Regions from separate parts of the Mus musculus genome. Here regions 2, 3, 4, 5, 6 and 7 are each linked to region 1. The links are chromatin contacts, called in public HiChIP or PLAC-seq and promoter capture Hi-C maps. All regions are on one chromosome and are shown on one strand. Each heading gives the region's core, a stretch centred on a gene start, on an enhancer-like site or on the middle of the called end of the contact. The rest is flanking DNA. Distances are from core to core; before and after follow the strand shown.

Evidence for each region. Promoter capture Hi-C pulls out the DNA fragments that hold promoters and counts their contacts. HiChIP or PLAC-seq counts read pairs in DNA pulled down with a chosen protein or histone mark. Capture Hi-C pulls out chosen DNA fragments and counts their contacts.
Region 2: a promoter capture Hi-C map of pre-B cells shows a contact between it and region 1, with 4 times the contacts expected there. The contact joins the promoter of Saysd1 here to the promoter of Vdac2 in region 1. A contact is called at or near these places in 3 of 39 promoter capture datasets (liver and pre-B cells) and 2 of 9 other capture datasets (adipose tissue and liver).
Region 3: a contact with region 1 is called in a promoter capture Hi-C map of pre-B cells, with 4 times the contacts expected there. The contact joins the promoter of Kcnk5 here to the promoter of Vdac2 in region 1. A contact is called at or near these places in 4 of 39 promoter capture datasets (the C10 cell line, liver, pre-B cells and 1 more), 1 of 484 Hi-C or Micro-C datasets (the G1E-ER4 cell line) and 1 of 115 datasets of contacts at active chromatin or transcription factors (embryonic stem cells).
Region 4: a contact with region 1 is called in an H3K4me3 HiChIP or PLAC-seq map of stem cell-derived neural progenitor cells, with 10 times the contacts expected there. The contact joins the enhancer-like site here to the promoter of Vdac2 in region 1. A contact is called at or near these places in 12 of 39 promoter capture datasets (the 3T3-L1 cell line, 3T3-L1-derived adipocytes, the HPC-7 cell line and 7 more), 1 of 15 datasets of contacts at CTCF or cohesin (embryonic stem cells), 8 of 484 Hi-C or Micro-C datasets (adipose-derived mesenchymal stem cells, cardiomyocytes, cumulus cells and 5 more) and 12 of 115 datasets of contacts at active chromatin or transcription factors (SST interneurons, astrocytes, differentiating embryonic stem cells and 8 more).
Region 5: a contact with region 1 is called in a promoter capture Hi-C map of pre-B cells, with 4 times the contacts expected there. The contact joins the promoter of Nudt13 here to the promoter of Vdac2 in region 1. A contact is called at or near these places in 3 of 39 promoter capture datasets (the C10 cell line, liver and pre-B cells).
Region 6: a contact with region 1 is called in a promoter capture Hi-C map of pre-B cells, with 4 times the contacts expected there. The contact joins the promoter of Fam149b here to the promoter of Vdac2 in region 1. A contact is called at or near these places in 4 of 39 promoter capture datasets (the C10 cell line, HPC-7-derived erythroid cells, fetal liver and 1 more), 1 of 484 Hi-C or Micro-C datasets (pre-B cells), 2 of 115 datasets of contacts at active chromatin or transcription factors (double positive thymocytes and thymic regulatory T cells) and 2 of 9 other capture datasets (adipose tissue and macrophages).
Region 7: a contact with region 1 is called in a promoter capture Hi-C map of adipose tissue, with 3 times the contacts expected there. The contact joins the promoter of Dnajc9 here to the promoter of Vdac2 in region 1. A contact is called at or near these places in 4 of 39 promoter capture datasets (the C10 cell line, fetal liver, liver and 1 more), 5 of 484 Hi-C or Micro-C datasets (the Ba/F3 cell line, CD4 T cells, the G1E-ER4 cell line and 2 more) and 1 of 9 other capture datasets (adipose tissue).

Annotation. Positions count from the first base shown.
Region 1 is chr14:21,829,981-21,833,436 of GRCm38.p6, reverse strand. Vdac2 (voltage-dependent anion channel 2) reads right to left here and starts at 1,876. Exons shown (of 10, transcript NM_011695.2): 1 at 1,770-1,876; 2 at 1,528-1,586; 3 at 485-553. The coding sequence starts at 1,561.
Region 2 is chr14:20,081,579-20,085,034 of GRCm38.p6, reverse strand. It overlaps Saysd1 (SAYSVFN motif domain containing 1), which reads left to right and starts at 1,863. Exons shown (of 2, transcript NM_026209.1): 1 at 1,863-2,157. The coding sequence starts at 1,948.
Region 3 is chr14:20,179,902-20,183,357 of GRCm38.p6, reverse strand. Kcnk5 (potassium channel, subfamily K, member 5) reads left to right here and starts at 1,576. Exons shown (of 5, transcript NM_021542.4): 1 at 1,576-2,091. The coding sequence starts at 1,906.
Region 4 is chr14:23,399,270-23,402,725 of GRCm38.p6, reverse strand. The region is part of intron 19 of Kcnma1 (potassium large conductance calcium-activated channel, subfamily M, alpha member 1); the gene reads left to right. Among named protein-coding and RNA genes, the nearest start is that of 5430425E15Rik, 110 kb to the left of the region's middle. Within about 2 kb of position 1,730, at least 35 of the 459 cell types and tissues checked have an H3K27ac peak or open chromatin away from gene starts, as enhancers often do. A contact at or near this core is called in neural progenitor cells, stem cell-derived motor neurons and stem cell-derived neural progenitor cells, where this site is marked.
Region 5 is chr14:20,292,962-20,296,417 of GRCm38.p6, reverse strand. Nudt13 (nudix (nucleoside diphosphate linked moiety X)-type motif 13) reads right to left here and starts at 1,728. Exons shown (of 9, transcript NM_026341.3): 1 at 1,626-1,728.
Region 6 is chr14:20,346,326-20,349,781 of GRCm38.p6, reverse strand. Fam149b (family with sequence similarity 149, member B) reads right to left here and starts at 1,620. Exons shown (of 14, transcript NM_001024512.2): 1 at 1,388-1,620. The coding sequence starts at 1,434. Ecd (ecdysoneless cell cycle regulator) reads left to right here and starts at 1,661. Exons shown (of 14, transcript NM_027475.3): 1 at 1,661-1,988; 2 at 2,961-3,171. The coding sequence starts at 2,967.
Region 7 is chr14:20,387,089-20,390,544 of GRCm38.p6, reverse strand. It overlaps Dnajc9 (DnaJ heat shock protein family (Hsp40) member C9), which reads left to right and starts at 1,635. Exons shown (of 5, transcript NM_134081.5): 1 at 1,635-1,941; 2 at 2,105-2,245; 3 at 2,334-2,588. The coding sequence starts at 1,762.

The DNA of each region.
Region 1 (3,456 bases), core at 627-3,126:
ATTGACTCAAAACTCTAAGGTTTCCACCTACCCAGAGTCATAACCACAAAAATAAAACAGTAATTCTAGGCAGCTCTATCCAACCATGGTCTGAACTGTCACTTAAAAGAATAAAGTACAGGCTTTCCCCTCTCCCTAGGGGGTGGGGAGTGGGGTGGTACTCGCCTCCCATCACTTGGGAGGCAGAGGCAGGTAGATCTGAGAGTTCAAGGCCAGCCTGGTCTACAGAGTGAGTTCCAGGACAGCCAGGACTACAGAGAGAAAGCCTGTCTTGAAACAAAACCAAAAAACAACAACAAAATAAAAAGAACAAGCTTTTCAATTGTGACCGAAGAAAGGCTAAGAAAGTGGGGTACACATGCAGCTGGCAGAGGCATGAGTGCAGCAGGGTATTCAGTCTAGAAAAGCAAAGCAATTAACTTTTTTCAAGAGGTCCAAGCATATATTTTTCTCTTTTATGTTTAAAAGGGAAAAAAGTCCTTACCAAATCCTTTGTTGAAAATGTCTCTGGCAGCTTTGCCGAGGTCAGCATAGGGTGGAGGGATACACATCGCTAGTCAAAAGAAACATTCTACAGTTAATGTGAGCTACTACTAGGACCTACTGCTAACATTTACATTCAAGCAGTTCAACCGGAGTGGGTTTTGATGCCACTAGAACTTCAATAAATGTTATTCTAAAGTAGCCACCCATAACAAAAACTTATTTCTAAATAGCTATGTGGTAATACAAACCTGGGACATTTCTACCAAGTTTTAAGAATGGGGGAAGCCTTTCTAATTCCTAAACATAAGTGTCTACTGCCTACACAGTTGCCAAAACTCAAGGTGACTGATTTAACGGAGATAAAAACCAAAATTTAAGCTTAGGCGTTCTCCCCTAACAAACCTTTGGGAAGGACTTCCAAAATCAAAACCAACACTCTGGGAACTGGCACAATTGAGACACGGGCAAAAAATACAACCATCTATGTCTACAGCAACTAAATATCAAATGGCACTTTAAACACATTACTACGGTCCCCCAAGTCCTCCGACAACGTGAGGCTTAAGGGCAAGGAATCCGAGCTCCAGGAGCAGCTCATTCATTCTCCAGTGCACATCCACGCCCTTAGGAACACGTGTAATGACCTTGTAGTGCACTCGACCTGTGCAGGCAGACAGCGAACTACTTCCTCTTGCAAAGTGACTGCTCTAACTCTCCGCCCCCCCCCCCCGAACCCCAAGATGGAATTCAACAACTAAGTGTTTTGCTTTCGGATTTGTAAGTAACATATCCAAAAGCCAAGGGTGGGTGCGGCCAAGGACCAACGCCCCAGGCGCGAGCCCCCCTATCTGCAACCCAACAGCCCAGCACCACGTCCGTCAACAGAGTGGCAGTGTAAGACTTAGGGGGCGCGCAAAGAAGCAAACTTTCCAAGTCTTTGCAGGCATCATGTGGGCCACGGCGGAACAAGGTATGGTTCTCTAAAGAGGAACAGCACAGCCCCCATGGCCCCATCGCGCAAACACCTCTTGTGCTACTTACGCCGTGGGCATACCGGTACACAGCACTCAGCCATGGCGAAGTCGCGGGGAAAAGGTGATCTGTGAAAGGGACAAGAAGTGCGGTCAGGGGACAGTCAAAGGGTCCCCTGGGGAGCTCGGACATTAGAGAAAGGGGCCGGGGCCGCTGCGGCCATCTTAGGGGACCAGGGCCGCCCTGAGTTCACTCAGGCTGCCGGCCCGCCCTAAGGCCCCAGAGTCGGCAAGAGGCGGGCACCATAGTACCTGCGGGTGTCCTGAGGGGCGCTGCCGCCACCGCTCGGCTCGCAGCTGAGGCCACTCCGCTATCTGAAAGTTGCGCTGCAGCCACCGCGGCTGGAGGGCGAAGTGAAGGAGACACCGTTGCGCCCCGCCGCAAGCCTGGCCTCCCCCAGCCAGGTCCCCGCCGCGGCCGCCCGGGCTGTCTACCGCGCCTGTCCTTGCCGCTCCGCCCGCTGCCCACTCCCACCTGCTCCGGAGTGACCACGTGGGTCGAGAGCACGGCGGTCTCCTTGGGTGAGCGGTCTCGGACCGTCCGGCGGGGACGGGGCGAGCAGGAGCTGCGGGGCCTCGGGTTAGGCAATGTCCAGGACAGCCCCAGAGGCGAGGACCTGGGAACGGCGGAGGCGGCGCAACGGCACCCGCGCGGTCAGGATGGGAGTGGCCACGCGAGTCGCGACGGGGCGGGGCGATGTGCCCCGCAGGGTCACGTGCACCCTCTCAGCCTCCTCCCTGAGTCCCAGCCTGGAGGTCTGAACTTAAGGTCCGGGTTGAGGGGGATGAAACACTCTCCCCAAGTGCAGCCTCCATGCTCTTCCCATCTCGGTTCACCGCCCACCGCCATGTCCTCCCCTGCTGGGACTAGGCTGGGCTCCAAAGGAACAAACTTGAGCCAGTCTCTGGGCATTTCTCTCGGAGCCTCAGGGTTGCGCTCCTGCAGCCTCCGTCTCACCCATATATGGTATGGGTTCACACACGCGCAGAAGCACATCCTGCTCTAGGAAGAGAAGCTTCCCCTGGTTGAGAGGCCTGGAGAGACAAGGGAATAACTGTAGGATTCATGCTGACCAGTCATTAGAATGCTGCTCTCAAGTTCTTTAGATATGCCAGAAGAGGGAGGGAGCAGCCAGTCCTGATGCCTATACCTGTAGTCCCAGATCTGGGCGGCAGAGAAATTACACCAGATTGAGGCTAAACTACAGAGTGAGGCAAAAGGTTAATAAAGATAAGAGACCGCTGGATAGTGGTGGTGCACACCTTTAATCCCAGCACTTGGGAGGCAGAGGCAGGTGGATTTCTGAATTCGAGGCCAGCCTGGTCTACAGAGAGAGTTCCAGGACAGCAAGGGCAATACAGAAAAACCCTGTCTTGAAATAATAATAATAGAGACCAGTTTGAGGCTAAACTACAGGGTGAGGCAAACAGGATAATAAAGATAGAATCGGAGGCTCAGTGAGTAAGAACCCTTATCTTGCTGTGCATGCAAGGGGACCTGAGCTCGGATCCCCAGCACCCAACACCCACATTAAAAGCCAGTAGTAGTTCCAGAAATAGAAACAAGAGGGTCACGGGGGCTCTGTCAACCTGGCCTGCAAACCGTGTTCTCTAAATTCTGTAAAAGGTGAAGAGCAGTAGACACTGTTCAAAACACACACACACACACACGTCAGCCATACAGAAGATTTAAAATGGAGACAACTGACACTTCAGCTCAATAAACTCAAATAATTTAGCCTGTGGACCTCAATTCCCTCATCTCTAAGATGCTGTTTAATAATCTTCAATAGACATACAGTTGGACTGAGAGCAAAGACACCCACACATATGCACTCATGACTCAATCGTCTCTGAACTCTTCCTCTACTCAAGTACTGTTAAGTCATCACTCTCCTCCTAAGCCGGAGGAAAGATGGCTAGGTGGGCTCCCCCCAAT
Region 2 (3,456 bases), core at 614-3,113, 1.7 Mb after region 1:
CTGGAAAGTCCCGGTTTGCCTCAGCTGATCCTTTTCCCACCCTTCCCTACCCATTCTGTGATCCTTCACGGGCAACCTTGGCTCATCCTGTTATTCCAGCTCCAGGTGCTGGCAAGATGGCCTCTGAATCATCCCTATTGGTTCACTTAGTTCTGCCAGGCCTCCTCTCTTACCCTTCTGAAGGCACCGCATTTACCAGGGACACTGATCACCACAGGCCACAGATGGCCATGCATTATTTCTATGCGCCTTCCCTGTGTGCTCTAAGGTTTTAGTGTTGTCGGGTGACAAATGCAATGAACAAAAAGGATTTGCAGTCTCTAAGGGGAAACAGGCCTATGACTGATGAGAAAGAGATTTTCATAGCTTCTCAACATGACACTGCCATAGAAACTCCACTTTGGGAGTAGGAGAAATGGCTCAGCAGTTAAGAATGCTTCCCCAGCTACTGCCTGGAACTCCAGCTCCAGGGGACTCAACACCCTCTTCTGGTTTCCACAAGCAACTGCACTGACATACAGACCACACACACACACACACACACATTACACAAAAGAACAAACCAAAAAAAAAAAAAAAACCCAAAACCCAAAACAAAAAACCCAAAACAACAAAAAAATCTTTCCAATTAGAATGTAGAAAGCAAAGGTCTTTATTTCATTTGTGATCCCTGCCTCCTGCTCTCAATCCTTAATGTTTGGTGCCGAACTCAACACATAGCCCTAGACAAACATTTGTTAAATGAATATTTTCTAGCTTTTTGACTCGAACTCAGTAGTATCCAACAAGTATTTGAGACTCAATTCTGCAAGTGCTACTTAGCTAAATCCTTGGTACTTAGCTTGGAGCTTTAAAAATCTGTAAAACTGTAAGATCTAAAATTTTAATTTTTGGGTAAATACTAATTGCAAGAAAGGATAAGAACACCCAGAGTTCTAGAAATGTTCTTTACTGGATGGTAGTTACACACTATAGTTACGATTTATAGATTTTATATATTTTTAGTATGTTTTGGTCATATGCATTCTCCTCCTCTAACTCCTCCAACATTGACCCCTCTCGCACCTTGTCCTCTTTTTCACTTTTTAAGAAGTCCACAAATTCCCATTCATGGGTATGGAGCAATCCACCAGGATCTACCAGGGCTTACATGAAACTGACTCTCTACCCCGCCCGAAATCATCACCCATAAGTAGCTCCCCAGTTAGGAGTGGGGGCTTGCGAAGGTTGGGTCGTTTGGTTTTGTGCAGGCAAACACGCTGCTGGGAGTTCAAGAGTGGCCCTGTGATGGCCATAAGACAGTTTCAGTCTGGCTTCCTCCTATCCTTAGCTTTTAAAGTCTTTTGACAACCCCCCCCCCCAGGTTTGTGTATTTAAGTTTTTCCTCAGTAAGTTCGTTTGTTTTACATTTCTTGTCTAGTCAATGCATCTTTCTAGTGTAGCAAGCAAACTAAATGCTAAGAAAATGGAGGTGTGAACACCTTCAGCGAGACTGATAGACTGCAGTAAGAGTTAGAAGGTAGGACGCATCCTGCCTTTCTGACACGGGAAACTTCCCAGAGATCACAGGTCTCCTCCCGCGTCCCGAGACGCTTTTTCTGCGGTGCTGACCACTGGCTTCCCCGCATGCGTTCTTCCCTGAACCTGAGGTGAGGAGCAAACACGTCAGAACTGAGTTCTGCGGCCCGGGCAAGAGCCGGAACATCTGACGGTTCTCATACTTTAAACGCAACCTTTTAGCCGGAGGAGATGGGACACTCAGTTCACTCTCCTCTCGAGAACCGAGGACCGCTCCAGGTACAGGAGGGTCACCAGACGTCACAAAGCCTTGGAAAATTCCGACCCGGGCTCATGCAACGCGCAGGCGCAACAGAGGGCCACGTGCGCAGGCGCACGGCGGCCGAGGACAGGCCTGGACACACACCGGCGAGCGGGCGGCTGCGCACCATGGAACAGCGGTTAGCCGAGTTCCGGGAGGCCCGCAAACGGGCCAGTCTGGTAGCCCAGCCTTCCACGTCCAGTCAGAGCGTACAGACCTCGGGAGCGAAGGCGGAGCCAGCGGCGGCGACCCCAAAGACAGCCACGGGCTGGCTGACACGCTTCCTGAAACGGAAAGCCAACCCCGCCATCGCTCAGGCTCAGCCCAACCAGCCTCAGGTGAGGAGAGAGGCCTGCACCTTGAAGCTCCGCCTCCGCGCGGGGGCCACGCCCCTGCCTGCCCAAGCCACACCCAGGATATCTGGCTCTTCCTTGTCCTGTGCGCTCTCTCCTCGCCTGCCTCGTGGCTGGACACCGCATTTCCGCTCTGTGTATCAGCACATGATACGTGGCCTTGACGTTTTCCATCCCAGACAATCCTATGCAGCAACTAGTTGAAAACAAAGCGAAGCTCTAGGGAGCTTGAAGAAACATCTCTGCTCTCCAGTTGTTCACTGCGAGTTAATGACAGAGATTCGTGGCTTTGAGAAACTGATAAGTTATTTCTCCACTGGTGAAGTAAGCCAATTCAAGCCAGATTAGTATATATATAGGTTTATCGGGAAGCTGCTTTTGTGCCGATGAGTTCACTGGCCCTAGGAAGGAGGCCAGGGAAGTCGCCATGAGAAGGGAGACAGAGGGGAGGGAGAAGAGAAAGAGAGAAGGAAAAGGAAGAAGAGGAAGAGAGAAAACCAACCAAACAAAAAAAAGTCTGGGTTATATAGTAAAGAGCCTGTGGGCTGGAAAGTTCAGGGTTGGGGGTAGGGTATGCTAGGTAGGGACTGAGAGATGCTTGGAGAACCTGGAGGCCAGGTCTGCTTGGTGTGTAAAATATACACCTCAGCACCTTGTCCTGGGGTCTGAAACCACTGAGCTGCATCCACTGCTAGTGAGGGGGTAAAGGCCTTACTGGTTATGGCTCAGAGGTGGCAGTAATTAAGGCTGCACTTTATTCACACCTTGGGTAGAGGAAGCCAGTGTCTCGGGTAGCTTGTACTTTAGAAATGGGATTTGGACCAGGAAACAAAAAGAGGTTTGAGACTATGGCCATACTGTTCTGAATGCAGCTTGATTTCTGAAGCTAAGCAAGGTCTGGCCTGTGCAAAACGGGGTTTGACTATGGAAGTGTGGCCACTGTAACTGCCTAGAGTGATGTGCATGGGCTTATAGGCCCCTCTTGGACTAGAGAAGGGTATTCAAGTTCAACTGTGAGTGATCTAGGTAGAAATAATTTGGACAAGTATGATAGCCCATTCGAATCTCATTGTGGCTTCATATAGTTCCACACAGGAGTATCCTGGCAAAGGTACTTGCCTGTGAGGTTGGAATCCCTGGGTGGAAATATGAAACACTCCAAGGAGGAAATTTGTGTCCTGGTTTGGTTTTTGTTATTTTGATAAACACCATAACCAAAGCCATGTGGGGAGGAAGGGGCTTATTTTAGCTTACAGGCCATGGACTTGCCTACTGGCACTCTCA
Region 3 (3,456 bases), core at 327-2,826, 1.6 Mb after region 1:
TGGAACTGGAGTTACAGGGAAAATGAGACTCTGTCCTCTGTAATAGCTGTCAGTCTCTCTCTGTTTTTTTTTTTTTTTTTTTTTTTGGTTTTTCGAGACAGGGCTGTCAGTCTCTTAACTGACAAGCCATCTCTCCTGCCCTAGAAACCTGAGTTTTCTCGGTTTCCTGCTCAGACTTCTCCCTCAGGGCATGTTCACAATCTTCAAACAAGAGCTACAAACAATTGAAGGCCAGAGGTGGTGGCCATGTCTTTAATTCCAGCACTTGGGAAGTGTAGGGAGTGGATCTTTGTGAGTTCAAAGTCAGCTTGGTTTACATAGCGAGGTCCAGGATAACCAGAGCTACACAGGGAGACCCTATCTAAATGATTGACTGATCAGCAGTGTGGAGCCATCCTTAGCTCTGCAGATGCAGCAAGATTTCAAGAGCCACAGACAACCTTCTTGCAACTCTCGGCCTGTGACGATTAATCACCCACAGAAGGAAAAGGCCCTGGGGAGGGGGTAGTGCCAGGGACTCTGGCCTCTGTTGCATCTGCTGCCACAGAGGTCAGGGGCAGGCTGTGGCTCTGGCACACAAGTCAGCACCCCTGACTTGAGACAGTGGAGGCTGCCCAAATGGCTCTGCCTAGCTTCCATTTCTTTCCTGGAAAGTAGATCTAACGACAAACCCCCGATTACGATACAAAAACATGTCGTCTGCCCAGGGTTTATAAATGCTCAGAGAAGCAAGCAGAGTGAGGAGTAACTCAGACGAGTTTTGACAGATGTATTCACATCTTCTGCCTATTATCAAGTATTTGTTTATTTTTGAGAGAAGGTTTTACTGTGTAGCCTGGCTGGCCTAGAACTCCCTATGTAGACAAAGTTGGTATACCTCTCTAGTTGGGACTAAATGTGCACACTACCACCACACCTGGTCTGAGTGTTTATCGCTATTAACAGGCCTGTGGATAAATGCATCACCGAGTGGAAAGCATTTCTAGTCTCTCCAGTAGATATTCCAGCTGGGGTGGGTAAGGGGGAAGTGGTGTTGTAATTTTAAGCAGGCTTGGGAGTAAGGAAGAGGTCCTTGTAATGTGGGTGTGGCTGTCTGTCGCCTCTCTCAGAAGTGTCGCGAACACAGATGACCTGGGATGGGTTCTTCACCCATTTGTGGTTGGGATTAATTCCCAGTAATCCTAATTCAGATCCAATCTCCTTACTCGGGTCAGATAAGTAAGTGTGTGAGCCCCAGGAATAATTGGGGAAACATCTGGATGTGATAGTAACACTGGCAATGTATTTCTGACCTCAGCAGTAAGGTGCATGACCGTTTTAGCGAATTATATCGATTTCTAATACGCAACTGGAGTCCCGCAGACCGCAAATCCCGCGACTGTGTGGCTCCTGGAAGTCTGGTGGGGCCATGAAGCCTTGGCCTGGAGCTTGGAGAACCCGGTGTTTGGTGTAATGACTTCAGGCGCGCTGGGCGGGGCCAGGGGCGGGTTCCGAATGGACTCCACCCCTTTCAGGGTCTGGCGCGAGCGGGCGGGCTGAGAGCTGCTTAAAGAGCCCTGCGGAGGCGCGCTGGGCGTACTGTCGCGCGCGCAGAGGCGGCACACGTGTCTGCTGGTGTGGGTCCTGAGTTTCACCCTACCCTTCAGGATCGAGAGATTGGGGTGGCCCCAACCCCCTTTTGATGTGCGCTCACCCTGGCCTGTGAGAACGTGATCCACGCAGTTCCCCGCGTTCAGGGAGCCAACTTGGCCAAGCAACTGTCCCGGGAGCGGCGCGCGGGGGTACCGGGCACTGCGCATGCGGAGCTCCAAATTCAAACAGCTGTGTCCAGGGCTGCAGGACGAGTGAACCCGGAGCTGCTGGAATTAGGGGACTCTTTCTCCAGGAGGTGGCCATTCCAGAGTCATGGTGGACCGGGGTCCTTTACTCACCTCGGCCATCATATTCTACCTGGCCATCGGGGCAGCGATCTTCGAAGTGCTGGAGGAGCCACACTGGAAGGAGGCCAAGAAAAACTACTATACACAGAAACTGCATCTACTCAAGGAGTTTCCGTGCCTGAGTCAGGAGGGACTGGACAAGATCCTACAGGTGAGCCGTCGGTCGCCAGAATCCTCCACATGCATCTGAAGCTGTTGGGACTATAGCGGTATTGAAGGGGATACTCCCTCCTACAGTTTAAGACGACCCCCCACCCCCCAGTCCCAACCAGAAGTCCCTGGGTGGCGGGAGAAAATGCCTCATCAGGTGTCAGGTCGCAAAGATCTGTGTCTTTCGTCTAGGGACAGGGAGATTCCCCCACGCGCGCAGACTTGGTCAGTACCTAGTAAGTTCCGAGAGAACTTGGGGTTGACTCCAGGATGAACTGGGCCCCGCGGTGGCTTAGTGTGGGTGTGCGGGTGCCTCCCTCTTTGGAGGGAGGCTGTGGGGCGGATAAAGGAGTTTATCTTTCCTTGGAGACGCTCCCGGAGTCCGGGAGCAGAGCCGGGTGCCACCCCTCGCGTCACCACCTCCCGCTCCAGGGCCGTTGCCGCGCCCGCTCGACCTTTCTAAACTTGAATACAGCAGAGGGCCCCCAGACCTGGTGTGAGCAAAAACACACCCGCCAGTTGCTGCACTTTGAGTGGGGCAGGGAGCTCGGACATATCCTAAGTGCCTCGGAGGAAGGTCTGTGGCTGGAATGTTCGGGACGGTCCCAGGCTTCCATGAAGTCTTAGCAAGCTGAGCCATCCCTCAAGGACTCGGAATTAAGCTTTGTCAAAACAGCAGGTTGCACAAACGAACACCCAAATTCAGGTAGTGCCCTTTTAGGGAGCGAGGATAGTGTGGGTGAGGGGATGTTTCCCTGATGTTAGCTTGTGGAGTCACTTATCTGAGAATGCACACACCCAGTAGACCATTGACCTCACCATGGTAAACTTGGCTGACCATCTCAACTGGAACCTTGAGCCAACTTAGGGTCAGAGGTTCTTCTCTGTTTCTTGAGGGCTCAGCCCCAAGCATCCATCCATCCTGTTCCTGGCCTTCTAACAATAATGGTAGGATTAAACTGGAGCAGGGGTAGACTGTTCAAATCATTATAGATCTGATCGACATCAGCCCCCACTTCTTTCCACTTGTCTCATGCCTCTCACTTTCCAGCCTCATTTACCTGTTTTGTCAAATGGGAACAAACCTGTCTTCATCCTTGTCCTGCCCTGAACTATTGTACCATTGACAACTGAGAAAACCTAAACACATCCTATTGGTACTACCTCCTAATTTCAGATGGACATTCACAGAAACATTTTAGGTGCCCGAGAGATCATGGGCTCATCAGAGAGTTGCCCTCAGCAGGTTTACACCACTAGGTGTGTTGTTGCTTTTGAGTAGACCTGTCCCCTATGTTTAGGGGCTGGGCGTGGAAGGTTACGTGATAGTGATGCTAGTGGTGAGTTTCAAAAGACAGCTGTTCTT
Region 4 (3,456 bases), core at 481-2,980, 1.6 Mb before region 1:
AAGGAGGAATAATCGGTAGATAAAATCAGCGTGTTTGTGTTAGGAAGCTGAAGTCTGGATTGGGAGGACCTCAGCATGACATCTTCCTGGAAGTACTGAAATCTTGCCTTTCCAATATACTTCCCTACCCACAAAGACTCATATAGGTGTTGAGAGCCACCCTTTTGGTTGTTGCCTGAGCTATTTTTGCAGTTCTTAGAGATTAAATCTCAATAACTTTTTGAAATTAGAGTGTGTTTCTCTCGGCCGAGTGGGTCATAATGTTCTTCTGCTTCCTTGGCACCCAAAGAACAGTTCTGCCCTCCCCTAAACCCCAGAGCATTATCATGTGATAGTGTGGCTTGAGATAAGATCAGGGTCGACAGAGGAATTGTCATTTTTCATTTCTTGGGCCCCTTTGATCCCATTTGGGGTTTATATTTTCTGAGTGAAAATACAAACCCTATTGCATTCTTCTGTCCTTTAGAGTCTTTTATTATTCTTATTTTTCCCCCTGTTAGAGATCTAATCCGAGTCTTAAGTGGCGTGGCCATTAGTTATCACCACCAGATTCACAGCCTACCTGCACTTTAGTTCTCTTACTACTGAACAGAAACCTCCCCTGATGCACAGCAACTGCTGGCTGTGGAGCTACCATCCGCATCTCATGGGTACTTGGTGTTAATTTATTTCACAGTTTCCTTTGCAGATATAATCAGACACACTATCACATCCCGGCTTCTCCTCTTTATTGTGTTCCTTTGCTATCACGTCGTCTCGGTGATCTCCCCCCCCCCCCCAGAGAAAATGACAGGTAGTGTTTCTCTGCCCACAGTATCGGTGACATATCTTCCCCACAACTTCCTCATCACCATGCAAAACCATATAACATCTTATAGATGGAAGGTATTTATATAAACGCCTATAAGGTATTTATAATTCAGACTTTGCTATATCAACATATTTCCCAAATGGCATTGTGGTCAAGGAACTTGTTCTCCAAAAATGGGGGGAGTGGGGAGGGGGAGGAGAGAATGTTCTTTTCTTTCTCAATTGTAAATAAAGGAGAAGTTAATAAGGGGAAGCCTTGCCCCTGATTCCTCCATATTTTGAAATGCGCGTTGTGAATCTCATGTTAAATGATCAGTTGTATTAATAGCACACTGTTAGAACAAAAAGGAGCTCTCTCTGTTGATGTATTTGGGTATTTACTGGGTGAGTTACAGAGCTTTGTGTATTAGAATTGGTTTGTCAACAATTAGCATGCTAGGTTTTTATATAACCTATACTTCAGGTAACAGAAGATTATTAAACTTCAACCAGTGGGTTAGAAATCTGCTGACGGGCAATAAAATTCTTACGTATAACAGCGCTGGAGAACTGCAGTTGTACAGCTGCACATTGAGGCTTAGATTGTGAGATAGATGGCCTCAGATCAGGGGGACTTGAAATATGAAGTAACCAGAAGGTGGCACTGCAACCCTATAAATGAAATGCTCCCTCCCAGATGGCCTCTAAATGCCTATCCTCCTGCCTCACTTCCTGCCTTTTCTCTTTCTCTTGATTCTCCTTTATTTCTCTAAGATGGATATCTGAAACTCTTTTTGCAAGAGATATGCATCCATTAAAACAACACCTCTCAACTTGCGATATTTCTTTTAAATCCAATTTGCCCAGTCTAATGCTCACTTGGAGAAAGTTCCAGCTAAGTAAACATTCACTGAATTTAAAAGACAAAGACCCAGAAAGCAGAGTCAGCCTCCAGTTGCCTCCCCACCACCCTCCCGCTGTTGCTGAGTGGAATGGCCATGTCTTTAATCTATTGGTTATACAGGTTAATTCCCACAGTACCCATCAGGATATGGAGGGCATGTTTATAAAGTTAATAAATAGACTGGATTAATATCCGTCTGAAAATAATTCCAACTTGATGCTGTCTCACAAAGAATTACCAAGTTAGAATCCATGTTCACCAATGGGTGTTGCTTTTCTCTATGGGGCCAGAAGTCAGTCCTGACACATGGCATAAGGGTTTATTTTTATGTCTTGTTTTAGATTTCAGTAAAATTATTTTTAGAAAAAGTGATTTGTTTTTCAACCTGGGCATTATCAATGAGCCAAATAAGACTACCAAAATAAATATTAAATACTTTTTAAAAACATAACTATAGGCAACAACTGTTTATTTCTTCTATCTATATGTATAGCCTATTTTCAAATTTATTTTTTAAACCAAAGATACATCTTTAAAAAAAAAAAAAGAAAGAAAGAAAAAGAAAAGTACAACATGTGATAAATACTGCCTTGTTTACGAGACAGACATTTTTATTGAGAGAATAATTTACCTATTTTCTTTAGTATTCTACCTGTTAGTAACTTGGAAGATATACTTTACTTATGTTGTAAATGAATAATAATTTTAATTCATTAACTTTGAGCGTCCATTAGGACATTTCTGTGCTGGGCTTTTGAAACTTCCAGGTATAAGTGGTGGGCGCTGGCCAGTGCTGGACACTCTTTGCCTTGCCTGTGTGGTTTACAAAGTGTTATTAATCCGACCAAACCACACAGCACATGGTGGGGAAGCAGTTCCCTGTCCAGGACTCTACTTCCAAGAACTGATTTTGTTGACAATGACTTTTCAGAAAACAATTGTCATTAGTTTTCAGTAAAAGCTGGTCCCTGCTGGCCTCCCTTCCAGATCTCTGCCCAGACGACAGGAAACAACAAGCTGAGAGTCAAGGATAGGTTGATCACTCAGTAAGACATCAGCTTCCTATAACCCACAGAACCCTTCTCCAAGAGGTTCAGTAACTTTATCTTGCCATCAGTTCCCCTGCTCGGGATAAGAAATGTCCATGGCAGACCCCTGCACTTAGGTTGTATGCGCTTCTAATATGTCTTATCTTGGACAAAGTTATAAGTGTAACTTTGTAGCAGCCTGAAGGAAATTGGGCTGAGCTAGGCAGGGTTTCATCATTTTCTCCAACGAGTTTACTTCCCACCCACCAGAATAAAGGGGAAAAAAGTTTAAGATGATCTGACTTGCTCAGGTATTGTCCAAAGTCTGTCATTCGGGATGTGAAGTTTTATAGCATGTATCTATCCAAGACTCTTTAGCTGTGTGCTCAGGTACCCTGGTTGTTCCATTCACAGTGATCCTCTTAGAATCCTTATATTAGTATTTTCAAGGTCTTTGCTTTACTCGTTGCTTCCACCCTCTGGTCTCTCCACACTTTATTATTGCCCATTTCTACATTATTCTCAACTGTGTGTATCCGCAGAGGACCATGATCTTTGGGCACACAGAAACCCAGGCTGGTATGTCTTCCCATCTCATTCTTGTCTCTAAACTTATTTTCTGTGAAGGTCCCACTGGGTAAGACTGACTGTCTGGGGTGTGTATTGATCTCTGATGTGACATTGTCATATAATTCTTTTGTATGGCTAGGTTTATATAACTTGTGTATTACATAT
Region 5 (3,456 bases), core at 479-2,978, 1.5 Mb after region 1:
GTTTTGAGAAGGTGTCATATAACCCAAGCTGGCCTTGAACCCCATCCTCCTGCTACTGCCTATTGAATGCTGAGATTATAATTAGGCTTTTGTATTTTTCAGAAGTACACAGACTATAGACAGTGGCTAGTTTAGGAGAAAGAGATGGCGATGAAGGTTGACAGGGGCACATGCAATTAAACTGTTCATTTGTACACTTACAATTGTGTGTGTATGTGTGTGTGTGTGTGATGCATATGTGTTTGGTGCCTAAGTATGTGACTGCATGTGCATGATGCATATGCATGTGACTGTGAGAGAGAGAGATACTGCAGGCACACACATGCCACAGGATAAGTGTACAGGTCAGAGGACACCCTCAGGTGTTGGTCCTCACCCTCCACCTTATTTTGAGCCATGATATTTCTGTCATTCATCACTGTGTATACTAGGCTGGTTAGCCTGTGAGCTTCCAGAGAGTCACAGATGTGCACTATTGCACCCCACTTTACATGGGTCCTGGGGACTCAAACTCAGCAAGCACTTTATCTGCTGAGCCACTTTTCCAGCCCTGACTAAAATTTACTTATTTATTTTTACTGATTTTAAATTTCATTTATTTATTTATTTTTGAGACAAAGTATCACTCTGTAACCCAGGCTGGCCTCAGACTCATAGCGACTCTTTTGCTTCAGCAGGAAGGATTATAGGCTATCTTTAAATTTTAAAGCACATGCATATACATACATACACACACATATATATGTATATATAAATACAATAATGTATAACAAAACCAGTAGTTTCCAGGACTAACGGCTAAAAGAGGTTATTTTCACGCTACTGGAAATTTAGGCTACTGGAATTCCTCTGGTGAGGTTAATGGGTCCTGGGAATCGAGCTGTAACTACTCACTGCTCTTGTATGGCCATACAGCTACCTGGTTTCTTGTCCAATATTTGATACCAAATTAATTTTAGCCAACTGTCGATTATCATGGCCTGACGACTGGACAATATGTCAAACAGCATCCCCACACTTGACGCTCCTGGTGTGTGTGTATACAAAGAATTATCGATGAGATGAAAGGTAACGTTGTTTTTACTCAAAACTAATAAATGCCAAGGCATTTGAACGTATGAACTAACAACTTCTATGGCACACACACACACATTTCTCATTCTGTTCATCTTTCCAGATGGAATGACTTGAAAGGCATAAAGCGTGACCGTGGGTTCCTCCTGAATCTTCACAGGTGCCCAGGGAGCAGCCACTCCACTGTGGACTTCGATGGCTGGGAATGCTGGAAGCTGATGAGCAGCCGTGTTGCAGACTTCACGGTCTCTGTGCCCTGGTTTATATAAAAAGCTTTATGGTTTATTTCTAAAAGATCCCGCCACCATTTAAAAAATTAAGAGAAAAGGTGAAATATTGGAAACTTCCATTTTAAATAGCTCTTCAAAAATATTTCAGAAAATATTTAGAGGTACTCAATGTTGGGTACAAAAACGTCCGGTTTCTCGAGATTTGAAAGGTTTAAGTTAAAACTGTCAAACTCTGTAACCGAGAGCGTCTGGCAAGTTTTGATTATGGCTCCTTACTACATCCTAGTTGCACTTAGAACAGGTTTCGTTTCCTGTACTCACTCTTTTCGAGATGCCTTCTATGCCCCAATGGTCTGCACGCCCCTGGAAACTCCAAATGTTCAAGTTCAAATGGTTTCTCTTTTCCCTTCCCAGTGGGATTGACGCTTTGCCACACCTCCCAGAATCCTCCTTAAAGATGCACTCTGGGAAATGTAGTTTCATCGCTACAGCGCACGTAGGGGTGGTTGGGTAAGTGGAAATCTGACACACTTCCCAGCAGTCTCAGAGAGATTACCGATGCACTCTGGGAATTGTAGTTCAACTTTTAGGCCGGGAGCTTGTAACCTTGGGTTGCAAAGTTAACCTTATAAAGCATATAGTGAAACCCACCACAAACAAATAGCTTTAACAGTTTCCAGATCTTCTGGGCTAGATGCTGCTTAGCTGAATTGGTGAGCCCCAGGTTCAGTGGGAGACCCTGCCTCAATGAACAAAGGGGAAAGCCATGGAGGAAGACATTCCATGTCAACTTTACCCTCTACACCCACATACTTTAATGTGCACCCATGGACACACATGTGCCATGTACATATGAACATGAAAAAAAAATCTTTTTTTAAGGTTAGGAGTTCCGGGCTTAGCCGGGCGTGGTGGTGCATGCCTTTAATCCCAGCACTTGGGAGGCAGAGGCAGGTGGATTTCAGAGTTCAAGGCCAGCCTGGTCTACAGAGTGAGTTCCAGGACAGCCAGGGCTATACAGAGAAACCCTGTCTCGAAAAACAAAAACAAAAACAAAAAAAGGAGTTCCAGGCCTGCCTTTAATCCCAGGAGACAGAGGCAGAGCCCTCTGAATTTGAGGTCAGCCCAGTGTACACAGTAGACTCAGGTTATCAGGGGTGCATACTGATACCTTGCTTTAAATAAACGAGGGACTGTGCTTAGGTATATAGACGCTTTAGGTAAAACTCTTACCTTGGTCAATCAGTAGGATCAATCACCATCTAAGACGAATCTCCAGTAAAGCTACTTGGGGCTGCTTTCTTTCTTACTATGGGAGTTGCTTGCTTCTGTGAGAAGCCAGTGCTATTAACCACTAAGCCATTTCCCTAGCTCTTCAAAATATAATTAATGAGACAAAATATTAAAAGTACAGGATACATAAAAAATGCATCTTAATGTAAACAAAATTCTATGGGAGAAAACAAAATAAATAACTGTACACACGGTTGTAAGTGCTGGGGCAGAAGTTAAAGCATGGTAAGAGGAGGAGCGGTTTTGCTATTTTACGTAGGATGGATAGCCTCATTGTTAAGGCAACACTGGAATAAAGAGCTTGACAGAGCTGACAGGAACAGCCAAGTTAGGATTTGTGGGGAGAGACTTGTAGACAGAGTAAAATAAGCTCGTGCAAAGGCCCTGGGGTGGAGATGTGCCTGGCGGGTGTAAAGAAAGGTTAGGACTGGGGCTGGAGAAATGGCAGAATGGTTTAGAGTCCTGATTGTTCTTCTAGAGGACCTGGATTTGAGTCCCAGCTTCAATATAACAGCTTACAACCTTCTGGAACTCTAGTTCCAAGGGATCTGAGGTCCTCTTCTGGCCTCTGTGGGCATTGCTCAAATGTGGTACACAGTATACACAGACAAAACACCCATAACACATAACAATAAAAGGTAAAACAAAGAAATGTAGGACAGATCATTATAGATGAGGTCAAAAAATAGACAGGCACTAGATCACACGGAGCCTCACGAGTGTTATGTTTTTATAAAGCCATTATAATGTTCTGGGTTTATTCCGAGAGGGATAGAATGTCACCAAAGGGCTTAAGCGGAACAAGAGGACATTTTAAAAGAACCATTGTAGGGACAAGGTTACTAACTCCTGAATATAG
Region 6 (3,456 bases), core at 371-2,870, 1.5 Mb after region 1:
ACCTGTAATCCCAGCACTTGGGAGGCAGAGGCAGGTGGATTTCTGAGTTCAAGACCAGCATGGTCTAAAGAGTGAGTTCCAGGACAGCCAGGACTGCGCAGAGAAACCCTGTCTCAAAAAACCAAAAAAAAAAAAAAAAAAAAAAAAATCAAAAAAACAAATGTGTGCTATGGTGCACGCGCATGTGCATGATACACTAAATGGAATTTTAAAAATTAAAAGCAGATTTTAAGTTAAATCCTTCTCACTTTGGGGAAATGATTATTTCTTAGTTTTATTCCCTAAGGAGCTTATTATCTGATTTGCTGTTGTGCAAATAACATATTCCTTAATAGATAACATGCTTCTGAAAAGCAAGGAGAGGTTCTCTTCTTTGTATGGCTCTTTTACCAAGTAAAGGCGGGAAGAAGAAAGTAGTGCTATCACTTATTGAGGATCTATTATGTACCAGCCCTACGTCATCATTTTAGGTATACTTGTACATCTTAGTTGTATACATAGACAGGAAGGCCCAGATCTAGTTAAATTTCCTAAAAGCTAAGTGGCAAGAAAAGTATCCATCTAAAAATCTCAGGTGTGACTTTAAATGAATGTTATTGGAATGCATAATAAGTGTATGGCTGTTGAAATTGCTTACTTCAATGAGGAGGACCAATGGGACTTGGTTTAAACGTTCAGGCCCTATTGGGTTCAGATGTGGAAGCTTTCTAATTTTATCTGAGCAACAGAAGCTAGTTACAGCAATCTTTCAGAACTGCTGAAAGGACCAAGAAACTGCAGGTTCTTTTGAAATTGCAAAGTACCAGTCAGTAGATATAAGGCTCTATGTTACACTTTACTAAGGGTACAAAGCAGGTTTTTAAACTACCAAAGTGCTTGCTTTTTAGCATTATTTGCAGGGGGTGTGACGGCAATGTGTGAATTGCTTGACAACAGGCTTTACAATCGGATTGACCCTTGGTTTGTACGTCTGAGCTGCACCACCTTCTAGATACAACCTTTAGACCTGTGATCTTTATTTGTAGGATGTGCAAAGTTGGTCTCAACCTGATTTCGCTATTGCATTCAAGCAAACAGCTTTGCATGGTGTTCTGAACTAGACACGTTCAACGTTATTGTAGCATTTAAGCTATTATCTTCAGTGGGGTCAAAAGCACTGTGGGAACAACGGATGCAGCACTCCCTCAATTCAGGACCTAACAGTCCCAAAGGCACACCCTAAGCTGGTGACCCAAAGACAAAAGGCAGCTTCCACCAGGGCTGGGAGGTGAGAATCCGGGATAGTATTTTCCCTCCCTATGTCTGGGACGGGAAAGGAGAGGACGGGCCTTATAAGGTCCCTTGAGCTCCGGCGGCCCAAGCTGGGCGAGCAGAGCAATCCACTCACAGCTCCACGCTCTGCGGCACGGCCTTCCGAGTGTATCTGGAGATCATCCTCCTTTTTCTCCTCTGCGGCCAGGGCGGGCAAGCCAGGGCGGGGGCCTCGGGGCCTGGCCCTCCCGCCGGCTCCGGCCCGGCCCCCTCCTGCCACCTACCGGCCCCGTCTCGCCCCGTCTCGCCCCGTCGCTTAGATTCCGGACCGCCACCTCCCAGAGTTCCCACTCTATAGTCTTCCGACCTGCCTCCTTCCTCTCATGAGCGGAAGTGACGAAGGTACAGCGTCTTTCGGAAATTGGCTCCGATGCGCACTAGAGACTATACTCAGGGTTCCGAGCCTCACGACTTGCAGGCGTTCAGGCGTGGATCAGGGCCCAAGCGAACGCGAGGACCCAGCATGGGCCGGGATTGGGCGGTTGGTGGTCGCCTCTGACCAAGTGTCCTGCTGGAAGAGGCAGCCAAGGAAAGGTGCCAGAGCAGAGGCGCACGAGAGAGCTATTGAAAGGGATCGCTTTACTTTTGTCAGGTGGAAGAAGAGCGTCTAGTTTGGTGAAGGAGCACTATACCGCGCCAGGACAGTGCTCCTGGTGGCTCCTCTTCTGTACTCTCGGGTATGTCATTTTTCATTAATTCCCATGATCTCAAGTCCAATTCTGACTCTGTAAATTCTACATAAAGAGCCCTGCTTGGATTTAGGGTGAGGGTGGGTAGAGTTTTTCCTTGATCCGCCAGGGTGAGAGGCAGCACGATTCTAATTTACAGTGGTGAGTGGGTAGTTGCATAGAAGGTGCAGGTTCCTTATTGGTTCATTGCAAAGCCAAGTAAGCTTAGGAATTAAATTGCTGCGTTAGGTGGGCATCCGGAACCATGACCAATTATTTTGGGACGAAACTCCGACACGCAAGTGTTGGCACTTTTAAATCTTCTATAGAAGCCCTGTAGAGCAAGGGGCATTGCTTTTTAACGCACCTAGTAACACAATTTTAAAGGAAGGTGTTTTAGAGACGGCAGACTAACACTTTCATTTCACGACTAAGTAGAAAGCTCAAGAAAGTAAAGTGCCCAAAGTATGCCACCGACTGAAGCACGGTTGGAAGGTGTGAGAGAATAATGGATAGTAATGGAATGTTTTCAAACTGTGTTACACACACTGCTGCCGACTGAAGGGCAAACATTTATTTATTTGTGAGAAAGGATCGTCTTATGTTACCTAGCCTAGCCTCAAAATCCTGGACCCAGGTGATCCTTTTGCCTTGATCTCTCAGCTGAGACCATAGGCACACCTAGCTATTTTTAACTTTTATCCTCACATACTTCTTTGGTTTGGGAAGTGAGTTGTTGGACTTTCATTTACTCCATAATATCAAGGTTTCCAGTTCACATAATTTAATTTTAAGGAAGATAGTTTTAAGTCTGTTATTCAGAGGATAAATCAAGTGGTGTCTGGTAAAGGCCGGAACCATGATGGTAGGTGTGTATCAAATTTGGGGGAAATAATGTAGTCACCTAGAAGAATTCTGAGAATGCTGTTATTTCTCCTTTTGTGTGGCTTATGTCCCTTGAACTTTGATGGCCATTTTTAGAGAAGAATGGAGGGCAGTGGAAAGCTCGCAATGGTAGAGGATGCTGTGGAGTACCATCTCTTCCTGATACCAGATAAAGCCAGAGGCACAGAAGAGCACAGAGAGATTCTTCAGAAGTACATTGAACGGATAATGACCCAGTTCGCACCCATACTGGTCCCTTATATCTGGCAGAATCAGCCTTTCAATCTCAAATACAAGCCTGCAAAAGGTAAAGTAAGCCTTCCTTCTGAGAGACTTGTTCCATAACCTTAAAAGCCACTGACGTCTGCCCACATATAGCCAAGCCCCTAACTTTAACTCTATAGAATATCTTTATGGCTAGGGATGCGGGGACTGTGGCTGTGGTATGGACTCTCTCACTGTGCCTAAGTGTGAGTGCTGGTGCTGCGAAGGCCCAGGCTTGGGACTTAGTCACAGTTCTTTTTCTCTGCGCAGGACTTATCTCCATGATGCCTGTGGGAGGTTGCTTTGTTTCATGTAGCTGTTTTCCTGA
Region 7 (3,456 bases), core at 386-2,885, 1.4 Mb after region 1:
ATCCAAAGGCTGAGAGTCTGTCGCTGTGTGTTCTGTATCACAGCTGTGGGTCAGTCAGATCCACGGTTACAGATGAGGGAGGCTATGCTCAGGAGTAGGAAACATAACTTGAGAACAACTTGGGATTCAAACTCCGTATGTCTACCTACAAAGTATTTTCCTACATATAATGTTGCCTATATGAAAGGAAAAACAAATGATAAGACAGCCATTCCAAAGCTCACTTTAAATGCCAGTGGGAAGCCTAGAACATGGCTCAGGACGTAAAGCGCTTTATTTTTACCTTAGCTCTGAGGTACTGAGTTCACATCCTTAGACCCCATGTACTAGTTAGACAGGAAGCAAAGAGTCTGCAATAGCAGCATCCTACAGGGACATGGGACGGTGGAGAGACAAAGGAATCCTCAGACACGGGCAAGCTGGCATGCACAGTGGAGAAACAACACAGACATCTTGTGTCAAATGAGGTAGGAAGTGAAGACTGACACCTAAGGTGGTATCTGACCTCCATGTGTTAAAGCATGCACATGCCCACTCTAACCAACACATGAATGTGCACGCATACACAGAACAGTCTATGATAGAGTCGTGTTTAGGTATTGTGAGTTCAGTATGTAAATGACAGGCTGTATGAAATCAAACACACCGTCTGCCTCACAGTGCCCCAGAACCATGGGATTCTACAGCTATAAACACGAATCACAGGTTTGCTTTTACGTGCTGGTTAATGTAGGTTTTAAGTTCTAGAGTAAGGCTACATTCTTTAGGAATGTAGTGCTCTGGCCTGTTTTATCTGGATTCTGAGAATAGTTACTTATGTACATTCAGAGGTTGCTCTCCATCCAGTGTGGCTGCTGGTTTTCCTTCACTGGGCATGAAGGAACTTTGAAAGTAGGTAAGAGAGGAACTAAGTTTAGTTGGCCTTGATTTTTAGATCCGAGGAGGGGAAAAGCCGAAGAAGCACTGAACTATTTAAAATGATAGGATGGGTGGGTCAGTGCAATTAGTTTCCATTGCTGTGTGAGGTGACTGCAGCAGGTGAGTGGCGCTGATTCTGTGCTGCCAAAGATACACATCCTTTGAGATAAAAGGCATTCTTAAAAGTTGTGCTTTGTGTATTTTGATTGATACAGGCTATTCCTGCATGGACTGAGGGATTCATCCCAGATGAAGTCATCTAAGCCTATAGTTGTACTCTGAGTATCACCTTAAAAAACACATTAACCTTTGGGTTGAACATGTCAAGTTTCCCAGTTTTCCTTATTTTGTATGATTGTGTATGATTGTGTGTGTTTGTGTGTGTGTAGGCCAAAAGACAACTTGACAGAGTATGTTCTCTCCTGCCACTGTATGGGTCCCAGAGGTCGTCAGGTATGGCGGCATGCCCTCCAACCCGCTGAGCATCCTCTCCAGCCCGAGCATCCGCTCTCTATTCGGAAAACTTTCGTTGTGTCTTGTACCGTACTCTCATGTATCATTGAGCTGTGCAGGGAACTGGGAGGAAGCGCAGTAGTGGCTGGCACCGGGTGGGGCGTGCCTCCTCTCCAGAAGACGCCACCGCCGTCTCATTTTACTTCGCGGGCGAGAGCGAGGCTGCTTTGCGGCTGCCGTAAAGTGCGGCTGGCCCCGCCCCCGGCGCTTCTCCTGTGACGCAGGCGCCCAGAGTTATTTGGGCGGGAAAAGGCGGCCGGCGGTCCGCTGTCCAGCAGAGCGGCTGTGGCTACAGCTTCCCCGGGTTCGCGGAGCAGCCTCTTCCCTGGCATGGGGCTGCTGGAGCTGTGCGAGCAGGTGTTTGGCACCGCCGACCTCTACCAAGTGCTGGGCGTGCGGCGCGAGGCTTCGGACGGCGAGGTCCGACGCGGCTACCACAAAGTGTCCCTGCAAGTGCACCCCGACCGAGTAGAGGAGGACCAGAAAGAGGACGCCACCCGCCGCTTCCAGGTTTGTGGGCCCGCGTTCGGACTGCTGCCCGGACTTGTGCTCTCGCGGGGCCCCTGCTCCTAGGACAGCGCACTGCTGATCCTCGGCCTGGCATTTTTCAGCTTTTCTAGCTGCCCTGTTTCGGTGGGAGGTTCAGGATGACTTTTGGATACTCTGCTTACAGATCTTGGGAAGAGTCTACGCGGTTCTGAGTGACAAGGAACAGAAAGCAGTGTACGATGAACAGGGGACAGTGGACGAAGACTCTGCTGGCCTCAACCAAGACCGGGACTGGGATGCATATTGGAGATTACTCTTTAAAAAGGTAAAGAGCTTTAGTGGCTTTGACTAATTCTCATCATTCAGTCCACAAGAACAATTCGCGAAGTTAAAGCAATCTTCTTTGTTATTAGATATCGCTAGAGGATATCCAAGCTTTTGAAAAGACATACAAAGGCTCCGAAGAAGAGCTAAACGATATTAAGCAGGCCTATCTGGACTTCAAGGGCGACATGGACCAGATCATGGAGTCTGTACTTTGTGTACAGTACACAGATGAACCCAGGATAAGAAACATCATTCAAAAAGCTATTGAATCCAAAGAGATTCCAGCCTACAGCGCCTTCGTCAAAGAGTCTAAACAAAAGATGAATGCAAGGAAAAGGAGGGTAAGTAGTGTTGTTCCTAGCACATCTCAGCTGCTTCAAAAAAGGGTCTCGCTGTATTCACAGCGACGGAAATAGACTGCTGCGATATGACTGCTTGACCTGCAGCATTGATCTAACTAGATGACCAGGAAGAAAGCCCTGATTACTTTGGTATGTTGTGCTGAAAATGATTCCACTTTATGGACTGTTTGAAGTCACCCTCAAGTGATTCTGAAAAACTTTTCACACGAGGCAGTCCTTGTAGCTTTGCTGTATGGAGCCTGGTTACAAGGCTGTGGGCCTTGTGTGGTTATTGAACAGGTAGAAGATGGCAGTGATTGTGTGCTGTTAAACATGTAGAATGGCGGGGTGGTGCTCCCAGTACTTGAGCACTGAGGAAGCTAACTGAGGATTGCCACTTTTGAGGTCAGGCTGCGCTGTGTGGATCCGTGCTGCATTGGTTGTCTAGTACGTGGGAGGTCCCTAATTCTCCAAAACTGCCCAGAAGAGGGGGAGAAAACAAAAATTAAAAAAAATTCTGTAAATACATATAGTTATTTCACACACACACACACACACACACACACACAAGGGGATGGAGAGATGGCTCAGTGGGCATGTACTCCTCTTACAGAGACCCAAGTTCAACTTTCAGGACCAAGGTTGGGTGTTGTGGCTCACAACCGTCTGTAACTCCAGCTCCCAAAGATTTGACACCTCCGGTTTCCATGTAACCACTGGGTGGTCTCTCCTGTCCCCACTCTGAGGAACACAATTGCCTACACTTGAGGATTGGGACTTGCGGTTGATTCTTCATCCCTTCATCCCTGTCTAACCAGGAAGAGTGGGGATGTTAGCTGAGGAGTTGAAGGAAGCAAACAACCCTGCT